Linked DNA regions of Mus musculus: region 1 is linked to region 2. Evidence: chromatin contacts called from public Hi-C data. All regions are on one chromosome and are shown on one strand. The core of a region is the stretch at or near the end of the contact, and the rest is flanking DNA. Distances in the headings are between cores, read along the strand shown. Region 1 overlaps Astn2 (astrotactin 2). Region 2 overlaps Pappa (pregnancy-associated plasma protein A).

What was found. A called contact is a pair of places that touch in the nucleus more often than the background predicts.
Region 1: a Hi-C map of uterus shows a contact between it and region 2. The contact joins two enhancer-like sites. A contact is called at or near these places in 3 of 484 Hi-C or Micro-C datasets (embryonic stem cells and uterus).

The regions. Positions count from the first base shown.
Region 1 is chr4:65,475,979-65,478,678 of GRCm38.p6, forward strand. All of the region lies in intron 19 of Astn2 (astrotactin 2), which reads right to left. Among named protein-coding and RNA genes, the nearest start is that of Trim32, 130 kb to the right of the region's middle. Within about 2 kb of position 1,368, at least 96 of the 459 cell types and tissues checked have an H3K27ac peak or open chromatin away from gene starts, as enhancers often do. A contact at or near this core is called in uterus, where this site is marked.
Region 2 is chr4:65,277,337-65,280,036 of GRCm38.p6, forward strand. All of the region lies in intron 10 of Pappa (pregnancy-associated plasma protein A), which reads left to right. Among named protein-coding and RNA genes, the nearest start is that of Pappa, 150 kb to the left of the region's middle. Within about 2 kb of position 1,430, at least 32 of the 459 cell types and tissues checked have an H3K27ac peak or open chromatin away from gene starts, as enhancers often do. A contact at or near this core is called in uterus, where this site is marked.

The DNA.
Region 1 (2,700 bases), core at 118-2,617, 200 kb after region 2:
CACCTGAGAGGGTCTGTGTGGAAGCAGGTCTGGGTGCAGTCATTTACTAAGCTGCCACCCAGGCTGAGATCTGGCCCCACATTCCCTCCCCTGTAGGCATTAGCTTCTATGTGTGGTGCATTCTCTCTGGAGGCCTGCTGGCAGCATCTGTGGGAGGCATGCACTCCTGACTCACACACCTCCCCTCAGCTCCCCCACCCCCTTGCACGCTGCCCACCTGTCTCTGGTCTTGCTTCTGGCAGCCCCACTTTGTCTCCAAGAAGAGCAGCAAACCTGCGTCCTTAGGTGCTCTCCTCTGAGCTCCCCAACTCCAGGATGCAGCCAACAAAAGCCAAAGAACTCTTGTTTGTTTTCTAAGCCAGAGCCAGCAGTGATTCCCGGAAGGCCCTGCCTGGCTTAATGGGGCTGTGTTTGGGGCTCTCCTCTAACGCCAGGCCCTGGCAGAGGCAGGAGGCTGCTCTCCTGAGGCCCTGGCATTTGCTTAAGGTGATTCAGATGTGGGGCCAAGGGGACAGAGATGGCAAGAGGATTGGTTCTAGTTCTGTCCACACTGACTCATTCTGGATATGACCCTTTACCTCTTTTGGGCCGCAGTGTCCTTGTCTCTTTGCCCTTAACAAAAGGCAGCTGTTTGTAAAGGGATGCTTCTTTACCTTAATATATAGGATAATCAGCTGAGGGAGCTTTAAAAAAATATCCTACAGCCTGGGACACTCTCCGGAAAGTTCTCATCAAATTGGTCTGGTATGGGGAGGCAGGGTATTCAGACATTATAACAACTTTAGAGGAGTTTTAGTAAGCAGCTAAACGCTGAGATCCCTATGAACGATCCCATTTAAAAATCCATTTTTAAAAGTACAGTTGGAATAGACAATGCTGGGAGAAATGCTGATGGGCCCTTGTCTTTGTAACACCTTTGAATCACACTATTTTCCTGGGGAATTGGAGGAATTAAGGCACAAAGGAAATGAGTTTGAAAGGACCTAGACACCCCCTGATGTTCTAAGTAGGTCTCCTGAATCACACTGCCAATAAGAAAACATGGAAAAGAAAAGGTTTCAAAGGAATAACAGAATGATGTAGGGAAAAAAGGAAAAGTAGAGTAAAAGAAACCAAACGACACCAAGCAGAAGAAAGCAAAAGAAAATGGGAAATAAGGGGAGGGAGGGTAAGGGTACAGGAGGAAGGGGGGATGGAACCCACAGCAGGGGCATGAATAGCTCAGATCATTCCCAGCGAGACAAGGCAGCATTGAACCACACTTGGCTGTACAGGCAGTTTTCAGATAGTGAAAGCAAGGGAGAACTTCCATCCCAACTGGGGCCCCAAGCTTAGAGCTGGAGCCCGTGCCTGCGCCTGCGCTTGTGTGGGGGCAGTCTGACTCACAGCTGCTGCCTCGCCCTGTGTCCAGCTTCTTGCTCAATCCAGGCAGCAGGAGGGAGAGATGCCCTTTTTCAAGATGACTCCTGCAGCGAGGGCCCTGTGACCTTTCCAAAGTTGTGTGGCTAGGAGTAGAAACAAGATCAGGAGACCCCATAATCCTGCCCTGGCAAACAACTGAACAGTTCATAAAGAGGCCGGTGCTTGTCTGCCTTCAGGCCTTTGTTTTAATCCCATCTCTACTGTAGTCTCCTCCCTGGGACACCTTACCTAACATGGCATTCAAATCTTGCTGTAGTATCTCTGTGGTAATTATTTACATTAGTTTTTACACGTCCTGTAATGTCATGTGCTTGTGCTATCTGAATAGAGACTCCCTAACTCCCACCTTTGCTTATCATGTGGCTAATTACCCTACACAACTGGACCTATAGACATCATTCACACACACACACACACACACACACACACACACACACACACACACACACGGGGGTCGGGGGGAAGAAGAGAGGCAGGGACAGACAGACACAGGCAGAGACACACACATAAACAGAGAAAGAGACAGAGACAAAGACAGAGAGAGACAAAGACAGAGACAGAGACAGAGAGACAGAGACAGACAGAGACAGAGAGAATGAGAGAGAATAAACCAGTTAGGGCTAGTCCCAAAAAATCCTGATTGAGTAACTTTGGAGTCAGCACAGTCATCTCCATTATTAACATGCTCCCCATGATGATGCAGATATAAATGGACCACACACTGCAAAACACTTTGGTACTTTAACCTAAATCGGCTTTCTTTCACTCCAACCTCATGTATTCCCCCCCCCCATTCATGTTTTACTGAAAACACAGGATAAATTGATCCCCTCTTCTTTGCTCTACCATCACCAATAATTTCTACTTAATATTTCATGTGGTCTCTGATTAGAAGGATCAACTTTGTCTTCCATAAAACCAACCCTTGTCTATGAGCTCCATCTCTTTGAAGTCCTCCCTGCTCTTGACTCTTCTGGGATTTAGTTCTTATAGCGTGCTATGCTATCTCTTTGCCTCTGGAATTGCTTCCTCTTATTCTCTTGTCAATTTGGGGCAATGTCCATGAATCCATGTTTCACCCTTTGTCCATTCTCCTGCAGCAGCATCTACATGAGGATACTCTTAACAACAAAGTTCTAAGGATTCTGCTCCTCACTAACTGCCCATCCCCACCACGGCCCTTCTACTTTAGTTCTCACTTCTCCCAAGAATGCTATACTCTATTGGGCAGGAATCAGGAAATGATAAAGTAATGAATTAGACTAGCAGCTAGGGGCC
Region 2 (2,700 bases), core at 180-2,679:
AAGGCTCTGAAAGGAAATCCACTATAATGCTGGATTCTTATCTGGAACAGGTGATGTCTCGGGATGTCCACCTACTGCTAGCCATAGCATCTATTTTTCCTTTCTAATGTCTAGTGTCTATTCTGGTTAAAGTAAACAGAGACCATGTGCTCTGATACAATCAGTATATACTGATGTTTTATCTATTTATGCAATATATACCAGTCATGTATCATCACGTAGAATTTCTGAAATTTGCTTTTTATATGAACATAAAAGAAGACAGATCAGAAATATTAACTTTTTTCAAAAATATTATGTTGGGAGCTGTATGCGGAATAAGGCACAGCCTCTTGACCTTTCTCCTTCATGCTTATGCAACTGACAACATCTGGAAAACTGGTTTTGTCATGGCTCATCTGTGGCTCAGTTTTTTTTTCCTTCTCAAACCTTTTTTATCTCTAGAGTCTACTTGACACAGAAAATTTACACTTCAGATCTGGCTTCAGGCATAGTTCGTTTCAGTCCCTTACTTGTCCCTCCCCATCCCTCAGTCTACATGAACCTTGAACCCAGAACCAACCTGTTATTCTGTACATTCCAACTCACTTAATTCTTTACTATAATCTTTCCATGGGTTTAGGAGTCACTTATTAGAAAGAGGTGTGGGGATTCTCTATTGTTATTTTCCTTTGGGGTTTATTTTTTCACATATACCATGGGAATAAAGATATTAGTGCGTAATAAGAGCTAAGGAAGTGTTAGCTGAATAAGTAAATTAATGAAACAGAATAAATATAGGAGAAAGGTTTTATTTTCAGCACAAGAGAGGGAAAACTGATTCTTCCAAAGAAACCTGGGATATCTGGAGACCCATAGCATTCCCCCTCTCTCCTAGGAACACAGGGGAGTCCCTCACCTTACTGTCCTTATTCTTCCGGCATCTTACTCCTGAAAGTGGCACATGAGCCTTGGACTCACCTACCAATCATCTTGCTGGAGATCCTGTGCTCTACTGTGGGAGAGCACATGAACTGAAGAGCAGTCTCCAGATGTTAGCAGTTTCTGCTCTTTTTTTTCCCTTCCTTTTCAACAACAACAATAATAATTAAAGAAAACACAGGCCTTGTCCCCCATCTGCACCCCTGAAATTAGAAACAGGTGGGCCCAAATGCACTAGTATAGCCCAGTCACTTACCCTTCGCAAGGCCTGCCTTGTACTGAGTCACCCAGCCATACCAGCTGCTTTATGAACTGGGACAGGGGCTCCAGTAAGAGATCACGGTCATGCCACAAGACGCTCCAGAGCTGGGCTTTCCCTCTCCCCACCTCCCACCCTGCGGAAGCCTTGGCCTCTAGCTTAAATGGATGTATTTTGGAGAACTAGGTGGTTTAAGAGATTAGTAATGAGATCCTGAGTCTTTCAGTACTGGGTCAGGAGTTCAGAGGCAGGCCTGGGTGACTGGTGAATGGCATAATTAGGAGCCAGGGGCAGCCTGTGAGGGCCTCTGTGAAATGAGCCTGGACTGGCTTTTCATGGCTGCAGTTGTCAGCTGCACAAAAGCCCACCACCACATCCGACACTAATCACTCTCCCTTGTTAGAGGATTTACTAGCTGGAGAATCCTGAGCCCCTACCTAGCGTTCTAAAAGCCGATGTCCAAAATAGTTTTAGGCTATTGCCTGGTTCTTCTTTTGTAGAGTGGGACGTGCACATCCACCCTGTGATATGGATCCATGAGAACTAACATTTCATGTGCCTTTAGTTGTGAACTGGAATTGTGTTGATTATTGCTGTCATTGCCGTTGTGATTGCTTACTCTCCCTAGCTGGAAAACCAGACCACAAATCTACCCTGCTCAAGGGAAGAATGGAAGAGAGAAGAGTGATGTGATAACCTTGTCATTCCGTTATTGTCACCAGCTTTTTTGATCAGCATCATTTACACTGTGTGAAACTTGATTTCCTCCCCTGTAGAATGGACCTGGAATAGAAAATTGTCTTAGTCTAACAGAAATCATATCCAGACTTTTACCACCTGCTCCTGACAGGCATGGTCCTGGCATGCTTTTTTTTCCCCCCACTTCCGAGTCCCAAGGCACCAAAGAAGATATGTTGTTGGCAGAGTCCCCAGGAACATGAACACTAAACTTGACACACAGAAGCTGGCCAGTAAATGTTATGAAAGAAGCTCTGGTGTGTTCCCATGCGGTCTTAGATTCCAATAGCAGCGTTTGCCTTAGAAGAGTGAGATGCCCATTTCTGTCCATCAGAAATCTGAAGCTTATATATAAGAAAGGAGTGAGTGAATGAACAGATACGGCCCAATGTAACCATAATAATGGTTCAGAGATATAGCTCATCTATGAGATTTAGTTAACCCACCAGTAAACCTTGTTAGCAAGGAGCAGAGAAAGTTATCTTAAAGAAATTCTTTGGGAAAGCCCACCTTTTCCTTGTGGCCATTTGATCGATCAGGGGCTTGCACCACACATCACAAACAGTTCACTTCTTGTGGAGAAGTAGGCCTTGCTGGCATTGGATCTCTCAGGAGTGTGAAATGCATAACATTTCCCTGGGGACAATGAGGTGCTAATCAGTCCCAAACAGAGACCCAAGGCTGGAGAACTTCCAAAGCCAAGTTCTCATTGAGAATTGTCTCCTAGGCAGAGGCCTCTAGATCTGCTGTTAGTTCCAGAACTTTAGAACAGTGCAGGTAGC